3 separate regions of the Mus musculus genome follow, and all the other regions are linked to region 2. A link is a contact called in public Hi-C and HiChIP or PLAC-seq data. All regions are on one chromosome and are shown on one strand. The core of a region is the stretch at or near the end of the contact, and the rest is flanking DNA. Distances in the headings are between cores, read along the strand shown.

Evidence for each region. HiChIP or PLAC-seq counts read pairs in DNA pulled down with a chosen protein or histone mark. A called contact is a pair of places that touch in the nucleus more often than the background predicts.
Region 1: a Hi-C map of cerebral cortex shows a contact between it and region 2, with 4 times the contacts expected there. The contact joins the enhancer-like site here to the promoter of Cpne4 in region 2. A contact is called at or near these places in 1 of 39 promoter capture datasets (embryonic stem cells), 1 of 484 Hi-C or Micro-C datasets (cerebral cortex) and 3 of 9 other capture datasets (adipose tissue, embryonic stem cells and liver).
Region 3: a contact with region 2 is called in a CTCF HiChIP or PLAC-seq map of large pre-B cells, with 5 times the contacts expected there. The contact joins the enhancer-like site here to the promoter of Cpne4 in region 2. A contact is called at or near these places in 3 of 39 promoter capture datasets (the C10 cell line and embryonic stem cells), 1 of 15 datasets of contacts at CTCF or cohesin (large pre-B cells), 12 of 484 Hi-C or Micro-C datasets (B cells, the C10 cell line, the HPC-7 cell line and 5 more), 2 of 115 datasets of contacts at active chromatin or transcription factors (forebrain and large pre-B cells) and 1 of 9 other capture datasets (pancreatic islet).

Annotation. Positions count from the first base shown.
Region 1 is chr9:104,927,420-104,930,382 of GRCm38.p6, reverse strand. All of the region lies in intron 7 of Cpne4 (copine IV), which reads right to left. Among named protein-coding and RNA genes, the nearest start is that of Mrpl3, 120 kb to the left of the region's middle. Within about 2 kb of position 1,367, at least 3 of the 459 cell types and tissues checked have an H3K27ac peak or open chromatin away from gene starts, as enhancers often do. A contact at or near this core is called in cerebral cortex, where this site is marked.
Region 2 is chr9:104,567,771-104,571,035 of GRCm38.p6, reverse strand. It overlaps Cpne4 (copine IV), which reads right to left and starts at 1,381. Exons shown (of 16, transcript NM_028719.3): 1 at 935-1,381.
Region 3 is chr9:104,878,602-104,881,623 of GRCm38.p6, reverse strand. The region is part of intron 3 of Cpne4 (copine IV); the gene reads right to left. Among named protein-coding and RNA genes, the nearest start is that of Mrpl3, 170 kb to the left of the region's middle. Within about 2 kb of position 1,498, at least 2 of the 459 cell types and tissues checked have an H3K27ac peak or open chromatin away from gene starts, as enhancers often do.

The sequences.
Region 1 (2,963 bases), core at 118-2,617, 360 kb before region 2:
CCACATCCTCCTTCTGCCTCAGTATCTATTTGGGTGTGTGCACCTGACACATGTGAGCACATACAGCACACACGCGCGCACACACACACACACACACACACACACACACACACACACACACACACATACGCACACACACACACACACACACACATAGAACAGAAAATCCAACTGTTTCAGAGGTTAGCAAATCACTAGCAGAGAGGCAGATATGCGCAGGTGGCAAGGTATCTAATGGCATTAAATGCTTCCAGGTAACAGTCTTGGGCATGAGAGAGTTTTCTGGTTGTGTTTACTGGAAGGTCCTTCATCCTTTGGTGGTACATCCTGGAGTATTTTCACATCAGGAAATGTGGTTGCTAAATAACACCATGGCATACTATTGCTTGGCCTCAGGCTTTACCCTGCCCCTTTATGGCTTTCTATAGTAGCTTACCACAGGCCTTTAGAACATCATCATCTTATGATGTAGCAAAAACATAAGTATTTGATCTGATTCAAGACATCTATTCTTTTAAAAGGACTCAGAGAAACTTGGGGGAGGGGCACCTGAGAGCATTGTGGGCCTTCTGCCTGCTCACCTCGGTTCAAGATGGCCCAGCGGTGTGAGTGACAGGGAACATCAGGGCGTGATGACAGGAAGCTGGCCATGAGTAATGATTTCCGAAGCTGTGGGATGGTATGGGGGTGGGAGAGGGGGAGGGGGAGGGGAGAAGGTCTCAGCACTCTTTAAACTGCCTGTGTACTTAAATACTTTCATATTGAATACATAAATCAATTTCAAAAGTGTCATCCAGTCACTGTTTTGACTTTTATCATGGAGAGGAAAACAAACAAATGGAGAAGCTGCTAGCTACTTAACGTTGATGTTCACGTAGATGCTGCGTCACTAAGAAAGACACTGAAAGGATGCTTTGGAACGAAAGCCTTCATTATCAAGTTAGGATTTAAAATCTAGCCTGATAGATGGTTTAGGACATTCCAGTTTTCAATATTGTTGGTTGGGAAGATGACACCCATATGATTAGAGCTCTGGTCTGGCAGCTTGGCACTGCAGTATTTGGAGAAGCCATACTAGAATTTCATGGCTGCTCTCGAAGCAAAAGAACCAAAGAATATAAATAAAAGGCCGCATAAGAACCCATCCCACCTTTCAGAAGAGCCAACGTTACAGTGAGCGGCTGAGTGCCACTGCAGGGCCCCCTCGGCAGTGGGAGGTAGGGAAGCCTCTTCACAATGGGGCTAGGCCTAGCCTGCCAACCTCCCTATTAGAGCAGCTTTCCTGGCACAGGTTAAGGCCAGAAGCCGTTACTGCAGGAACTCCAGGCAGGGCCTGGATGTGGTAGATGTCTGGATGCACAGGGAACAGATGCTGACTGTGTGGAGAAGCAGCGTCAGCCGGGAAGACAGAGACATCTGCAGGAAGCTTGTGAACTGATGAGACAGCGCATTCTGCAAAGCGCTTTGAGGATTTGGGGTTGGTCCCCAGAGAGACCTTGTTTTGTTTTTTGAAGGTTGACATCACCCAAAGAACAATACACATATGCATATACTCAGACGCATGCGCCCACACTCACTGCCCACTACAAGGGCTAAGAAAGTATTGGTAAATAAGGCTAGGAAGCACCCCATGAATGTTAGCGCCACCAGGAAGGCGTTCTGCAAGGGGGAGGAGATTGAAGAGACTCAGAAGCAAGCAGTGTGCTCAAGGAAAGGCAGAAGAATAAGGATAGCCTCCAAAGCAGAGAGCTGACTGTCATTTCTCCTGCATGTGCAGGGTGTGCAGCCTGGGTCTGAGCACTGCACAGAGAGAGGGTGGCAGGGAGGAAGCCAGTAAAGAGGAGCGGAGAAGGGTAGAGTGGAAACTAGTGAAAGCTGCCGACGCTTAATCTCAAAAAGCATGGTCACTGGAACAGGAGCATGACTCCCATTGGGAAGCTTGACAAAAATGCAGATTCTTATGCCTATTCTGTATCCCCTGAATCTGAAACTTGGGGTTGCAGGTGAAGCTCAACCATTCCTATTTCAACAAGTCTTTTAGGCACTGTGGAAATGTCAGGAGTGTGAGAATACTGGACTGTACCAGCAAGGACTGATGACAAGGACTAAGACACCCCCCCCCCCACACACACACATGCACTGCCTACCAACCCCTAGAAGTCAACCCATTCATGGGCAGCAGACCATGAGTGCCTCACAGAGACCAAGAATACCTAAGAATCACCTAGATTGTCTATGAACCACCCTGTTTGCCCATGCACAGAGTTATAAGCTAAACACATTTACTACCTCAAACTACCACACGTGTGTGTGTGTGTGTGTGTGTGTGTGTGTGTGTGTGTGTGTGTGTGTGTGTGTGTGTGTGTAGAGTAATACATTATATAACAATAGATACTTGATGCAGAAATATTTTCTTTTAATTAAGTTAAAAATGACTTTACCCTCTAGGGATCATTTTTCAATGTCTAAATATATTTTGGTTTATCAAATTGATGAGAGAGACAGGGAAGGAGTGAAGGAGGGGAAAGAGAGAGGGAAGGGGAGAGAGAGAGAGAGGGAGAGAGAGAGAGAGAGAGAGAGAGAGAGTTAGAGAGAGAAACACTAACTACTCTCTATAGTACAGTACCAATAGATCAGCTGTGAAGATGCTAAGAAACTGGTCCTCCCTTCTATGTTTACCCTTGCTTCTTTTCTTCTTTCCTCCACCATTCCTTAGTTCTGTCTCTTCCTCTTTTCCATCTGACTATATCTTATGACTCTATCATTTCATACATGCTCTTGTTCCTACAGAGACCACAGAGATCTCGAAATCCCACGGAGGGATCCTTATTTATACTTTTATTCATTCATCTTTACTAAACCTTTCTTTTACCCACTCAATGGCTCCCAGTGACAAAATGCCAAACGAGGTGATATTTTATTCGTGGCCCAAGGAAAAGAGTTATCTTTCTGGGACAGGTGAG
Region 2 (3,265 bases), core at 132-2,631:
CTCTATCCCTGTCTCCAGCCCATCCCCACCCTAGCAAGTCCTGCTTCCACCTCATTGACTCTCCATAGGTAATCTTCCCTAAATCCTGGAAGCCCCCCCCCCCAGTAGAATCTGGAATGCATAATGAGGTTAGCCCCCACCCCCACCCCAAGCCCACTTACACTAAGAGGAAGATGGAGTTCATCTTCCTAAGACTATTCCTTGGATTCTGTCCACTCCCACCCATTGCTGTTCAGCTCAACTCAGTGTGGACCACTTTCTGACTCCCTTGGATTGAGTTCTAGCAATCCTTCGTAGTACGTGATACCGAGTTTTAGCTCTCTAGTCAGACGCGACTCCCAGTACTTCCAGTTCCTCCTTTACCACCCTGCTATTTCATTTAACAAAAAGAAAAAAATGTTGGAGACCGAGCCAAATAAAGCCGCGAGCAAGACTATGGGTTACTTGTGAGCCTCGGTGTCATGGACGCAGTTAAATATTATTAGAACCTCTTGCAGAAGCCGAATTCAAACAGCAGAGGATCAAGCCATTGGCTAACACTACTGATGCCCCACACCTTTTTTGCTGTCAAATGGGAAGCAGCAACTCCAGCCCCGACTATGGTCCCATCCCCCTTCTCATTTCTAAAACAATAATAATCCTCCCTCAAGCCCGCAGGACTTCCAGAGCCTAACCTAGCCCTCCCTCTGTCGTCCCGCCTGGGGCCTCCCTACCACTCCACCTGGGCGAGTAGAGTTATGCGGGAAAAGCAGGTATTTTGGCTGAAAGTTTTTTTGCCTTTAAGGACTGCTGCTCCTGCCGCTGTTCAGAACAACAGCAATGACAAACAAGCCAGGCTGGGCGAAAACCCAGAGCTTCTCAAAAGTTGGTCTGGCTACGCAGCAGCCCTGACGAGTTTGCAAGAACACAGGACTCAGAGTTAGCATCTACTCACCTGGGTGTGCCAGCCTCAGAGACTAGAAAGAGAATTCAGCCCGGGACAGGTCTGTCACGCCCCCAGGATGCAAAATCCGCCTTTGGAGTGGAGGTCCTGGGTGATGTAGTTGTAAAGAGGTCTTAGGAGAGTCGGGCTTCCCTCCCCCCTCTTTGGTCCACTGGGGGTAGTTTAGCAACAGCCGAGGAGGATAAAGATGCTGGGAGGAGAGTTTGGTCGCTCTGGAAACCCCGACTCCATTCTTGGGGCTGGGGGCTGGGGGCTGGGGGAGAGGGTGAACGGCGTGGAAGGAGCTGCTGGGCTCAGGAACTCGCTGAGTAAAGAGGAAGGAACTGGGGAAGGAGGGAGGGAGCAGAGGAGTGAGGGAGGAAGGAAAGGAGGAAGGGAGGGAGGGAGGGGTGAGAGCCAGGAGATGGCAGCTTCTAGCTGAGATTTCCACCTTCTGACGAAACCCTTGCGCCCAGCAGCCCAGCAAGATACTAGTTCTTAAGCCTCCTCTCGAGCGCCCCCTGGGGGGTTCCGGGGACTCAGCGACGCCCCGCCCTGGTCGCGGCCCTGGCGCTCTCCATGGTCCTGCCGCGCCCTCAGCCCTGATTCCCTGCTCAGCTTTGCAATTCCCACCAGCTCCTGAGAGGCACGTGATTAATTTCTCCTTATTCTATGATAAAGCAGTGAAACCACAAGAGCTGAGAGGAGAGAATAAGGGCTATACTTTTTTTTGCATACATTCAAGAAAACTTCTTGATTCGCTCAACTCTCACTAAAAATGGGGGTGACATTGAATACTTATTTTGGTACCTACATGTCAATAAATGCATGATTAAATGAGTGAACAGCTATTTTTCTCTTCATATCAGAATATTTTCCTGAATACAAACACGTCACCATACCTGGGGAATGTATGTTTTAAAATAAAGTTTTTGGCTGGGGTTGAACCACAGTTGTTAGAGCACTGGCCTAACATGTAGAGGGTTCTGCATTCAAACCGTAACATTGTACAAAGCCAGGCATTTGTACATTTGTACATGGCATTGCATCCCTGAAACCCCAGACTTTGGGAGGTGGAGGCAGAAGGCTCAGAAAGGCAAAGTTACCCTCAACTACAAAGGGAGTTTGAAACCGCCCTAGGTTAGAGACCCTGTCTCAAAAAGCCCAAACCAAAAACTATAGGTCTTATTTAGGGAGTAACCATTGTCACATATTATAAAACACTTTGAACACACTACAAAGCATTTACACAAGAAATAGGGGGTTTGATGTTTTGCTTTGCAGTGCTGCTAAGTGACATCTCTCTCCCTTATGGGGTAGTTTGGAAGTGATGACTTTTCTGTCACAAATTTATTCGAAGTCACATTCAGGCAAAGAAACAATGAGGAGGCACGTCAGGCTGTTTCTAGTTGTCTCCGCAGAAGTAGATAAACTGGAGAACCAAATCCACCCTGGGTATGCCCATGATCAGAATCAAATTAGACTTTATAATCCATAAAGCAAATGAATAAAAGGATCTCTCTGCACCTGGGGGTCGCACAGAGTTAGAAATGATGGGTAAGCACACCAGGCAAGGGAGGAAGGTGTCTCCCTCTCTGCTTGCTGAAGTACTACCCAACAAGGTCTCTTGTAAGGTGAAGGCTTTGGTTATAAGCTTTAGACCACTACACAGTTCCCAGTTTCAAAGGCCAGAGAAGGAGAAATGACAGGGGAAAGCAAAGGGGGCTCAGAAATGATCCTGGAAATCAAAGGAGAAGATCTTTGAGAAGAAACAGTTTCCAGAAAATCAACATTTTTCTTATTCCAGTCGCCTCACATGCTGTTCTGAGATGCCATATTAGCTACAAGGCTAGAAAAAATAACCCTGAGAGAATCTAGCTGTATCATGGAGCTTACACACAAATCCATGGTCTGCCTTGACTGAGAACACTTAGGTCATGTGATTATGCGCAAGCTAATCATTATTGGGGCTTTGGCTTGTGAGGTTACAATAAAGGACAGGTCCTGGTGTTTGGAGCAGGAAATGTGTTCACAGTACTCCTGGGAACAGACTGGGGCTTCATCTGAGTCACACAGACTACAGCTGGAAGGACTGACCTCCCAGGAACACTCAGGGTTTCCTCCTAGGGAAAGAAGGATGCATTCTGGGAAAGTAAAATCCACAATATGTTTGTTAATTCCTCCTAGATTTTATTCAGTAGCATCTAACCCTAGAGATGAAGTTTGTGTTGGACGAAATAAAGAAAATGAATGCCTTATTTATGTTTCTTGCATGTCGATTGTGAACTCTAACATTTAAATTCTGTGGAGGTGATATCTCTGGGGTTGTTTTGTTTTGTTTTG
Region 3 (3,022 bases), core at 249-2,748, 310 kb before region 2:
GCCCTTTTTAGACCTCCATAGGCACCAGGCATGCATGTGGCACATAGTGTGCTATCCTTCTGTTACAAACAGGAGCCAAAGAACCCTGTGCCACCAAGACCAGCACCCCTAGATGGCTCACAGACGGAGTTCTCAGTTTTAACAGACAGATATAAATTCTGGAGAATAAAATACACTGAGGGGCAGCCACATGGCAATAAAGAAGGGGGACTTAATGTAAATGTTGCTGACCCATAGAAAAGAGAAAATGCCTCTAAGAACTTAGGCAATGTTTATGTTCAATATGACTGAACACAGAAGGAATACTGGCCAGGTGGGGATGCCCCTGGGTGCTGACTTTGTACGATTCTGCCTTTAAGACATTGGCAGTCACTCCAACATTTTTCAGAGAGCCATGCTGAGGTCTTTTGATTTTAAGATTTATTTTGTTTTTAATTATGTGTGTACTGAACAGGATCTTGGATCCCCTGAAAATGGAGTTACAAGAGGTTGTGAGCTGCCCAACATGGGTACTAAGAAATGAACTCAGGCCCTCTCTGAGAGTAGCAAGTGTTCCTACTTGCTGAGTCAACTCTCCAGTCCCTATATCATATTCTTAAAGCAAATGTCCTTTCTGAGGGAGGATAACTAATGTCATGTTTGTACAAAAAAAATGTTTACAGGTCATCTATATTCCTTCTGTATAAACCATAAAACAAATTTAACTGAAAGAGAAAAGGGTCCACCAAACACTACCAAAGTCAACTCCAACTTGGCTTTGCACTAATACTGCTTTCTAATGTATACTATTTAGTGATGAACTAGCTACTAGAATAAATGGAAAGAACCATAAAGGTCGGTGTGGCTCTCAACAATGTTCCTGTCCTCTTGCTCTCATTTCTCTGAACTGTTTAATGTCAGTAACAGTAGCGGCCAGTGTCTCTCAATTCTGGGTCCTGAGGTGGTAAGGGATAGTAACTCCCTAACCCTGCAGCTTGAGGAAGTCATCTTTGTTCCTTAGGATCATTCATTGCCTTTGGTGTGTGAAGAGAGGTGGACATCTAGAAATGGGTGAATGAGTGAATAAACAACAGAAGAAGAAGGGACATGAAATTGCCAGGGCAAGGGGCAGCTCACTCTTGTAGGTGGTGAGGTATCCTGTCTTTTCTGGTGAACCCTTGGTAGGGTGTAGCACAAGATGGCTTAGCTGTGCGTCTAGTTTGGGGTAGGATGCTCTCCGAGTTCCTAGGAACCCAGAAGGAAAGCACAGCTTTCTGATCACTCTGTGTCCTTGTGACTCACCCCCCTCTCCCATCTGCTGAGAATGTACAGCTCTGCCTCTCTGAGGACATGAACCTTCCATGGCCTCATTGGGCACTTTTTTTTTTTTTGGCTCTGTGCAGTCAGTCACTTGCTGTGCTTGAACCCAACTGCACAGTCTGCCAGTTCCTAGCCTGCTGAGGGCTGCAGCTTTTCTTTCTGTAAAGCAAAAGTCCGGCTGTTCATGGCAGAGTAGGCACATCTCAAACTCAAATCCCCCCAAGCACCTGTGGAAGCCTAGGGCTTTGGGGAATGGGGTAGGGAACAGGCTGCACATGTGATTTCCTGTGTAGTTCTGGTGAATTCACTTCATTTGTTTCCTGTGGGCTTTAGTTCTAGTAAGATAAGGGTTAAGGGTTGGAATAACTACCCAGATTATTGCAACATTCTGTTTTTATTTGTTTGTTTTGTTTGTTTGTTTGTTTATTTGGTTTGGTTTGGTTTGGTTTAGGTTTTGGTTTTTTCCAGTCAGGATTTTTCTGTGTATTCCTGGCTGTTGCAGAACTCACTCTTTTAAACCAGGCTGGTCTCGAACTCAGAGAGAGTCGTCTGTCTCTAGTTATTGCTGGAATTAAAGGAGTGTGCCAACTTTTCAGGCTTCAACATTCTGTTTTAAAACCATCCTCCCCCCACCACACACAAATTATCCTAAAAGAACTGATGCTAGGGCAAGCATTCACATGAGCCAATGTGTACCTTGAATCCCTGGATGAAATGAGATCACTAACAAACTGAAATTATACTTTCAGTATTGGTGGCTGCCCAGGTCATGGGAACTTGTTCTTTATAACTCTTCCTTTCCCTTGACGAGGCTGACCCTTCCCATCTTTCCCTAGATCCTCACCACATGAATAACGGCACTCAGACATCTTCAACAACAATCCAAGTGCTTTCTTTATATCAGGGTCTCAGCTCAGCATTTTTTATGTATTGACTCACTGATTGTGTGGGTAATCATATGTGAGCATGTATGTTCATAGGTGAATATTTGTGTGTGCAGGTGTATATATAGACATGTGTACCTGAGAGTTCCACATGTGCACATGCATATGGATATGGAGGCCAGAGGACAACCTTGAATGCCATTTTCTCAGGCAGCTGTCCACTTTGTTTTATGAGAAAGGGTCTCCCGCTGGCCTGAAGCTCACCAGCTGGGCTAGACTGGTTGGCTCCTGAGCCTCCATTTCCCAGTGCTAAAATTACAAGTTCATGTCCCGCACTCAGGCTCCTCTCCTCCAATGGTTCAGAGAGGATCTCACTCAGGTTATCCTGTTATGCTTGCATGAACTGAGCTATCCCTCCAGACCAACCCTCACAATATTGCCAAGGCTCAGCAATACGGCTCTCTCTATTGGTAGATGAAGAAATGGGGCTTTGAGAGTGGGAAGAGTTTGTCTTTGGACAGAGAACCTGGGAGCACTGAGAGAGAATGCTTGAGGCCATTGAGGATCCATTAAACAGTACAGCGCACAGCGCTTATACTCAAGCCTTAAGGAGCCACCTGGGACACACCGGCTGTGTCATCCTCCCAGCTGACATCTAGCCATTCTTTGCCTGCCTCAGCTATACATGACAAAAAACACCTCCTTTTACCACCACAGATGTCAAGAGGGAACGTGGTAGTGGTTTTTCTGTTTTGCTTGCTCATACTTGAGAGAGCAGATATTTTGAGGGGAAGAGAAAGAACGCTCTCCTTCAGTGTTTCAACTTGTAAGCTGTAAAG